2 separate regions of the Mus musculus genome follow, and region 1 is linked to region 2. Evidence: chromatin contacts called from public HiCAR-type data. All regions are on one chromosome and are shown on one strand. Each heading gives the region's core, a stretch centred on a gene start, on an enhancer-like site or on the middle of the called end of the contact. The rest is flanking DNA. Distances are from core to core; before and after follow the strand shown.

Evidence for each region. HiCAR-type assays count read pairs that join an accessible place to other places.
Region 1: a HiCAR-type map of embryonic stem cells shows a contact between it and region 2, with 2.4 times the contacts expected there. The contact joins the promoter of Nptx2 here to the enhancer-like site in region 2. A contact is called at or near these places in 7 of 484 Hi-C or Micro-C datasets (the G1E-ER4 cell line, cortical neurons, embryonic fibroblasts and 2 more), 1 of 115 datasets of contacts at active chromatin or transcription factors (embryonic stem cells) and 1 of 9 other capture datasets (liver).

The regions. Positions count from the first base shown.
Region 1 is chr5:144,544,454-144,548,913 of GRCm38.p6, reverse strand. Nptx2 (neuronal pentraxin 2) reads right to left here and starts at 3,027. Exons shown (of 5, transcript NM_016789.3): 1 at 2,431-3,027; 2 at 579-795. The coding sequence starts at 2,850.
Region 2 is chr5:144,503,915-144,508,119 of GRCm38.p6, reverse strand. All of the region lies in intron 2 of Gm33765 (a long non-coding RNA gene), which reads left to right. Among named protein-coding and RNA genes, the nearest start is that of Gm33765, 14 kb to the left of the region's middle. Within about 2 kb of position 1,764, at least 20 of the 459 cell types and tissues checked have an H3K27ac peak or open chromatin away from gene starts, as enhancers often do. A contact at or near this core is called in embryonic stem cells, where this site is marked.

The DNA.
Region 1 (4,460 bases), core at 1,778-4,277, 40 kb before region 2:
ATAATAGCCCATTAGCTCACGCCCTCTTTCACCTGACCCTTCTGTTCACGACCAGGGTCATGGGACAGTTTTCTATTGGATGGTCTCCTGTCAATCATGACATTGAACTTGGCTTTGTCATCTTAGTGAATCTGATTCTATACCCTCCACCACCAAACCTAAAACCCCACGGGTCACCCAGAGAGTTAGGGGGTTGAGACTACAAACTGAAGCCTTTAGGAGCCTTCATCTCCTCCTCTGTCTCTCACGAAAGATTCTGTCTGAATCTTACCTAACACAGCATGAGATGGCAAGATGAACAGAGGCAGAACTAGTTACATCCGGCAGGAGGTCAGAGGTCAGGCTGTTTATCCAAGCTGGTCTGGAGTGCCTTTGTTCCCCCCCCCCCCCAGGGTAATGCTGGTAGGGCTAGGAGCTAATCCCTGTGAGCACAGACATCTAAGGACACCTCCATGTTGTGCCACTACCACTGCTTCACTTATGTCCATAAATGGAAATCCTAGATCTGCCTGAAGTGGTAAAAAGGAGGCCACTCTCAGACAGAGCGCCGGGCGGGCGGGCGGGCGCACAGCACCTACCTCGCTCCAGCTCAGTCACCCTCTGCAGCAGGGCGTTCAGCGTGCTCTCTGTCTTCTGCCGGTGAGCCGAGGTCTCATTATGAAGCAGGGACTTCTCATCTTCCAGCTCCGCCACCTTGCGTAGCAACTGCCTCTCCAGCTCCCCGAGCCTCCGCTGGAGCACCTCTCGGAAGTCGCTCGGCAGCCCAGCGTTAGACACATTTGTGCGGAGCTGGAGCTTTGGAAGGGTGGGAGGGAGAGAGATTCAGGCCAGCTGAATAGAAACTGTGGCACGCAGCTCCAGTGACCCAACCACACAGCAAGGAGCTTCCAAAGCGGCTCAAAGAGAACATTTTACTGATGCCCCCCCGCCCCCCGCCGCCGCCGCCTTTTTGGTAGGGAAAGGCTTTCAAAGTCAGACAAAAATTACTTCCCTGCAATATTTGAAACTTGTGAATCTCACTTTCTCCTCTCGAAAAAGCTGCTTTTCTTCTCTTACCAAAAAGCCTAAAAATTTGGCCAACATCTACAATTCTATGTCATAAAAAGCCCAAAACACAGTTAAGATTTTTTTTTCAAACAGTTAATCAATGGTACTCAAAGCCAGCGAGCTTTCATCTAGAAATGAACACGGTCCCCAAGTTCCAAAATGGTACAAGGGCAAACGGGCTCTGCCATATTCCTGGAAAAGGTCAGGTATAATACGTTACTAAACCCCAGACAGCTCCGTTTTTAATGTATCCAAACCCTCACTTCCTATTTCTCTCACTCCTCTGCCATCACGCTGGCTCGGAGGCTGCCAGCCACCCTCAGCCATGAGCCCTTGGCAAGCGCCTGAATCCCTGTGTCCCAGTGTACCAGATTATAAACTGTAGAAAACTGGACCTGCCTCGAGCCATTCTCTATTACAAGGGTTAAAATTAAATACTCTGCCTGAGTCACACTTAGAACTCAAAAAGTGTGAGCTCTCAGTAATCATGACTCATGGACCCACAGATGCTGGGAATACTGTATATAGCAATCATGCCAAAAGCAACACTCCGATAATTTAGCAATAATTAACACCTGTAATTTAAACCTCATTTTTGCTAATAGGTATTTTTGATAAACGCTGTTAACAGAAATGTCCACACTTCTTAAACAAGGTGGGAAGTAAGATGAAAATTAATTGATGATTTCTCCCCCAAAGTTCCAAATTACCCACGGGAGAAGATAGCGAGATAAAGTCCGTTCCCCTAAAGTCATAGCTAAGGGCATCTTTAAAAAAAAAAAAAAAAAAAAGCTGACTCTGTGAAGAGGCGTCTTTGAGGTTAATAAGGGGCTTGCTTACATCCTGGGGTCGCTGGCTTTCCCCCTCCACTATCCTGCAGATCAGTCAAGACCAGTCCTCCCACACCCCGACGCAATTTGTCAAAGAAAACACCAGATGCCCAGGGGCAGCTGACCTCCGGTGGCAGTCTCAGCACTGGGTACAGCCAGCAGGAGCGTGTCCCGCTTCTGAAAGTGGAGGTTTGCAAAGAGGAAACAGGCTGCCGGGGTCACCGGGTTTTGCCCTCCAGGCTTGGCAGTCTGGGTTCTTTAGGTAAAAACCTCGGTAAGTTCACGGTGAGTCTAGTGGGTAAGTCCCCGCGCGCGACGGAATGGAGATGGGGGTGAGAATTTCACCTTTCCCATCGAACGTGGGGACAGAAGAGGACAAGGAGACGGGAGGCCATCACAGTAAGGTCCAGAGTAGGAGCGAGACTTGCACCCCCGAACTCAGCTCTCCCCGTGGATGGGGGCGCCCGGCCAGCCCACGTACCCATTTCTCCCGCATCCTCAGTCCCACGATCCCGGGGACCACCACCCGCTAGATGCCACCGCGCACAGGTACCTCGAGGCTCTCCAAGCGGTCCTTGAGGGTTTGCAAGGAGCGGCTAAGCTGCTCCACGACGTGGCCCGGGTCCCGCGGCAGGTCGCCCATGGTGTCCTTGCCTGTGCCGCGCGCCTTGCCGCCCGCCAGCCCCTCGCAGCGGGCCAGCTTGCCGGTGAGCTCTCGGATGGCTTCTCGCTGGGCGCCCAGCGTCTCCTTCTGCTGCACGACGGTCTCGCGCAGCTGCAGCACAGCGGCTCGCAGCTCCTCCTCGGGGCTCAGAGCGCCTCCCTGCATGGGCATCGCGGGCAGCGGGCAGCCGGCGCGCGCCGCTTCGGGGGGCAACGCGGTGCACACGAAGCGGCTGCCAGGTATCGGGCTGTCCTGGGCTCGTCCGGCGGCCACGGCGAGCGCCACGCCGACGGTCAGCAGCGCCAGCATCTCGCTGACCTGTGTGCTCACTTCAGCATGGGTCGCTGGTTTGCCGTCTGGGCGCCTTCGCGGCCGGCTACGTCTGTCCGAGCGCGGCACTCGAGGGAACCGCGTGCAGCACGGAAACGGCAGCACAAGCGCCGCCTGCCGTCGCAAAAACCCGCTCTCCGCTTTGCGCGGCGTTCTGGCCCGGGCTCTGCCCGCGCGCCCTTTCTTAAGCTTGGAGGGTGGGGCCACAGGCGCGTGGGGCTCGCGCCGCGCTCTCTGATTGGTCCGCCGGCGTTCGCGTCACGCGGAGGGCGGGGCGCGGGCGCATTGCTAAGCTGGCCCAGGCGGCTGGGTTCTGTCGTGGGTTGGGTTTCAGAGACGCGAGTGCAGGATCCCCAAGGCTCCTTAGGAAAGGAAACTGGGCTTCGGAAACGGTCAGAGAAAGCGTCGGCTGGCCCCGCACGGTCAAAGAAGCCCCGGGGACAACTTGCCGCCCACGATGAGAGGTGTTGGCGCGGCTTCCGGCTGAGAAATCCTGACCGAGATGACTCCACTTGCCTAGGAGGAATTCTCCCAGCGGGACTCGAACCCGGGTCTTCCACGCGAGCCACCTACGCGGCTCGCGTGGGCTTCCTTGTTCTGGCGCGGGAAGCACGACGGTCGATTGCAGAGGCGGACAGTCTGTAGGCGTACCCAAAATCCCAGGCCCAACCCCAGAGAACTCAAGGGGAAAAACGGAAGAAAACAAGAAAGAAAGAAAGAAAGAAAGAAAGAAAGAAAGAAACAGACCAGCAGGGACAGAAGTGGGTCCTGGATGCTGCAAGAAAGAAGGGGATGCCCACACAGAAGACCAGGAGGCAGTAGTCACGAGTTCACTCGAAGGTTCTTGTGCGGGGACAATATCCTTCTAGGCATGACCTTATTTATTTCGCATGACCTCGGTTTGATGAGAACATCCAGCCGGAATAAACATGATGGGGCCATGGCAAAGACTGGGGCCCCGTTCTTTTTAATGCGGGAATCCAACAAGTCCACTTTACACCTGGAGACTAGTATCATCAGATTCTTGGAGAAAGCCTAATATTAATACCCAGAAACCCCGCAAAAGATTGGGAGGGGGTATTTCAAAATCTTACCCATGGCTTACAAGTTCAGAACAGTTACACACTTAACAGACTCAGCTGGTTTACTGTGAATTAAAAATGAAAAAAAAAAAGTTCCCCCTTTTTAAAGAAATCCTGTTGCAAGGTCATTAATCACATTACCCATTCTACCAGAAACAAATGGATTTGTCACTTGTGCAAAGAAGCTGGGGTTGATTCTGAAAACAAATTGTATCAAAATAAATGAAATTATTATGATAATACAAAATAGACTGCAGTGATTAATCTCTGGGAACCAAATTCTGACCTGTTTTGCACTTCAAACAATAGCTTCTGTTATGTAAATAGTTGTGGGGGTTTTCAAGGACAGTGTTGCTAAATTATAAGGAAAGTTCTATTCATGAAAAATCTCTTCAAGGATTAAAAACTACAGACAGGATATTCAGTCTCCACAGGACCCAGAGCAGGACTCAGAAGCGAGGATGGCTCAGGTAAGAATATTCATCAATGGAAAAGGTAGGGTGTAGG
Region 2 (4,205 bases), core at 515-3,014:
GTGGAATGAGGGTGCTTGGTTACATTTATATACCACCATACTCAGTTTTTTTCAAAAGGGGTTTTACCTATTTTAAAAGATACATATGTGGTTCATATATGTGTGAGTGTACACAAGTCAGATCCCCCGGAGCCGAAGTTTCAGACAGTTGAGAGCTTCCTGATATGGGTGCTGGGAACTGAACTTGAGTCCTCTGCAAGAGCAAGCAGTAGGTACTCTTAACCACTGAGCCATCTCCCTCGTCCCACGCGCAGTAGGTGCTGGGACTCGAATTCAGGTCCTCATGCTTGCAAGGCAAGGTCTTTCCCTATTGAGCCACCTCCCTAGACCCCCACAAAGGAGATTTAATTTGCTTAACTTATCTCAAATGGCCCAAAATCATGAAATGCCTTGTCATCTAACATAAGCTGTGGTGAAACAGATCTGGGCTGGCCATTCCCCTTACCCAGTGCCACTCGCGTGCAGTTTAAGGTTAAGCTGGCAGAATCCTCAGACAGATCTTTAAAAAGCCGGCTCCTTAATGATCAAGCAGCATTTGTCTGATCCTTCACGGCCCCAGATGTACGTCTACGTCTCAGACAGAGCTCAAAATAAGTTTGTGAACAGTTCGTAAGGCAAAAGAGAAAAGAAAGTCACCAAGTAGCTCGCTGTGGAAAGCGGAAACCTATTCCCACTTCCCTGTGTCTGATTGAACCACTGTGAGCCTGCAATGCCACACACCCCGGAGGGACCAGATTAAAGACCTCTGGAAACGCTTTTTTTTTTTCTGCAGATCTGGTTAGACAGGTTCTTTTCACACCTCTGCAGCTTATCTAAGGCTCGACTCGCAGCCTTGAAGGAAGCTCTGCCCTTCCTAAACTACAGGGAGCAAAAGAAACCCAGCGCTGAGAAATGAGATGCTAAAGTTCAAAGTCAACATCATGCAAATGGCAGACAGGAGGGCGGGAGAGCCGCTTGTTGTCCAAAAAGGAAGGCTGTCGCGGGTGACTCCGCAGACAAAGCTTGCTGTGAAAACCTGAGGACCCGAGTTCAGATCGCCAGCACACTAGTCAGGCACGGCCGCACATGCGCACAGGTCACGGGTGCTGGTCGGAATGGAAACAGGATCTCTGGAGATTGATGGCTGCCAGCCTATCTCCAGGTTCAGTAAAACACCTCTCTCCAAAGGAACTGATTGAGACTGATAGAGGACACCCAGGATACAGACCTTGTATCCTTGTATCCTTGCTCCAGCTTCCGCCCATATTCTGCTTCCTGGTCCTCTGTCCTTGAACAGGTCAAACCCCGGTCCTTGTGGGTGCAGTAGCACGCACTACATCTACTAAGTGGCCACTCCAAGCCCCGTGTTAGTTTTTTTTTTTTTTTTTTTCCTCACTGTGGCAAAAAAACCCGATGTAAACAAGTTAAAAGGAGAGATTTGTTTTGTCCTGGATGGTTGTGGTTCAGTCCCTGGGAGCCTGGCTCCACAGTGCCTAAAGACACAAAGGGTCATGGTTGAGAGTATGTGAAAGCAGAAATACTTACCTTGTTCATCTTGGGAAGGAGGGAGGGAGGAAAAAAGAAGGGAGAAAGAGAGAGAATAAATGTGAATGTTATTTTTGGGTCGCTATGACCAAAATATGGGCCAGAAACAACTGAAGAGAGGAAAGGTTTGCTTTGGTTCGTGGATTTCAGGGGTTTTGTTCAGCACAGCAGTGACAGTATGACAGAGTTCACAGTGGCGGGAGCGAGTAGTCTTCACATAACAAAGGACTGTGAAACAAAGACTAAAGCTGGAAGCAGAGACCAGCCTATAACCTTCAAAGGACCACCCAAGTGACTAATTTCCAAGACAGTTAGAGCCTACTTTCTAAAGGTTCCATAGGCCCCTATACTGGACATGAAGTCCCCAACACACTTCATACTTAAGCCACAACCATATGGGGCTGGCTTTAAGTCATGTTTGTATATAAACCACAGGTTGTGGATACAATACTATGTTCCAGGCATCAAGTGGAGGGTTTCTAAACATATCCTCCATGAATAAGGAACAGATTGTCTGTTTTCTTTTTTTTTAAAAAAATGTTTATTTTTAAATTAATAAATGTGTGTGTGTGTGTGTGTGTGTGTGTGTGTGTGTACACGGGCATGCAAATGTTTATATGTACCATGTGCATGCAGTGCCTGTGGAGGCCAGAAGAGGGCACCAGATTCCCCGGAGCTGAAGTTCTGAGAGGTTGTGAGCTACCTGATATGGGTGCTAGGATCCAAATCCAGGTCCTCCAGATGAGCTGGCAAATTCTCTTAACCTCCAAGCCATCTCTTCAGCCTTAAGTTGTCTGTTTTGCTATGGCAGCCTGAACTGGCAAGTTCAGAAACACAGCAGGAGTCACAGAGCTGTTTTGTCAGGATGGTGGTGCTTCCCCAAAGAGCTATCAACCGGTGTCTGCTAAGTGGTCGGTGATGAAACTGTGTGTCCTTTCTCTGTGAGGTCTGGGAAAGGGGGCCAGTTACTCTGCTTGGGGCTTCCCTTTTCTGTCCAAAAACACTGTCATTCTCTTCTTTGCTGAAGGTATTTTTCTGCCTTGGAGAAGACACCAATGACCCAAAACCCAGTTTAAGCTTTATAAAGAGAGGAGTGAAAGCCAGTCTATCTTTTTCCTTGGAACTCACTTGCCTGACTCTTGCTTTCAGGGAGGACAAAATGCTAAGTCAAGATCACATTCTTCAATGGCTGGCTTTACGGTCACCCACTCAAGTGACAGAGATGCTAGTCAGGTCTCCAATGACCCAAGAGTTGTAAATACTGACCTCTTTGTATATTAGAAGATTTATCTTTGACAAAGTTGTAAAGAGTTTGTTTGCTTTCTGCATTTCCAAACCCCAAAGAGTCTAGTGGCTCCAAGTTACACAAACAGTCCCAGGCAATTTGTTCTAATATACTCTTGAACTTAGGGCCTCACACATGCTAAAAAAGCATTCTAACACTGAGTCACGCCCCCAGGTCCTCACTGGGGGATTCTAGGCAGGGGCTCTACCACTGAGCCACACCTTCAGCCCCTCACTGGGGGATTCTAGGCAGGGGCTCTACCACTGAGCCACGCCCCCAGTCCCTCCCTGGGGGATTCTAGGCAGGGGCTCTACCACTGAGCCACACCTTCAGCCCCTCACTGGGGGATTCTAGGCAGGGGCTCTACCACTGAGCCACGCCCCCAGCCCCTCACTGGGGGATTCTAGGCAGGCCAATGAGAGGCTCCAGGCATGAGTCAGCAGGGGAGTGCTTGCCTAGCACATATGAAGCCTCAGGTTCCATTCCAAGTACCAAGAAAATAAGGGGAAAGGAACCTTTTTTTTTCCAATGCAAAAGAAAAGTGGGGAAAATAATCAATTCACAGAAAAGAAGTAAACGGTCATTATATAAAAATGTATTTATTCCTCCTTGCTCGTGATAAGATACAAACAAATTAAAGCTACCCTGAGGTGGCACTTCTCATTTGTGACACTGGCATGCTGCTGCAAGGACAGAAGCATCCACACAGTTTATGGGTGATGACGAAAAAACGACTGCAGCGCTTACAGAAGGAACTTGTGCAGCTCGCAAACAGACGTGCGCTTTCAATTTTTGACCAGCCTTTCACTTGCAGGAATTTCCCTGAAGACTTAAAATAGCAACCGAAGTCCTGGAAACATTTTCAATGCAAATGCACAGCAGAGCGACTGAACCAACCATGAGACATCTGCTCAAGGAAATATTATACAGCGAAACAATGCTGGTGAATCCTATAAATTCTCTGGAACCAATTCCTAGAATGTTCTATTAAGCAGAAGGCACTGAGCTGGGTGTAACCGTGCATGCCTGTAATCACAGCACTACCTCAACACTCAGGAGGTGGAGGCAGGAGGATTGAAATCCATGGTTGGCTGTGGCTACGTCGTGCTTCTGAGCCGAGCTGGTCTCAATGAAGAAAAGGAGGAGGTGGTGGTGGTAGAGGAGGAGGCAGAGGAGGAGGAGGGGGAAGAGGGAAGGCAGAATGGCTAAGAAGTGGCTCAGTGGATAAGAGGACTTGCCATGTGAGTGTGGAGACGTGGATTCACATCCCAGCACCCACCTAAAAAGCCAGGCATGGCTGAAGATACCTATAACCCCAGCAATGGGGAAGTCAGAGATGGGCTGATCCCAAGAACTTGTTGGCTAGATAGCCTAACCTGACAAAGAGTTTCAGTTC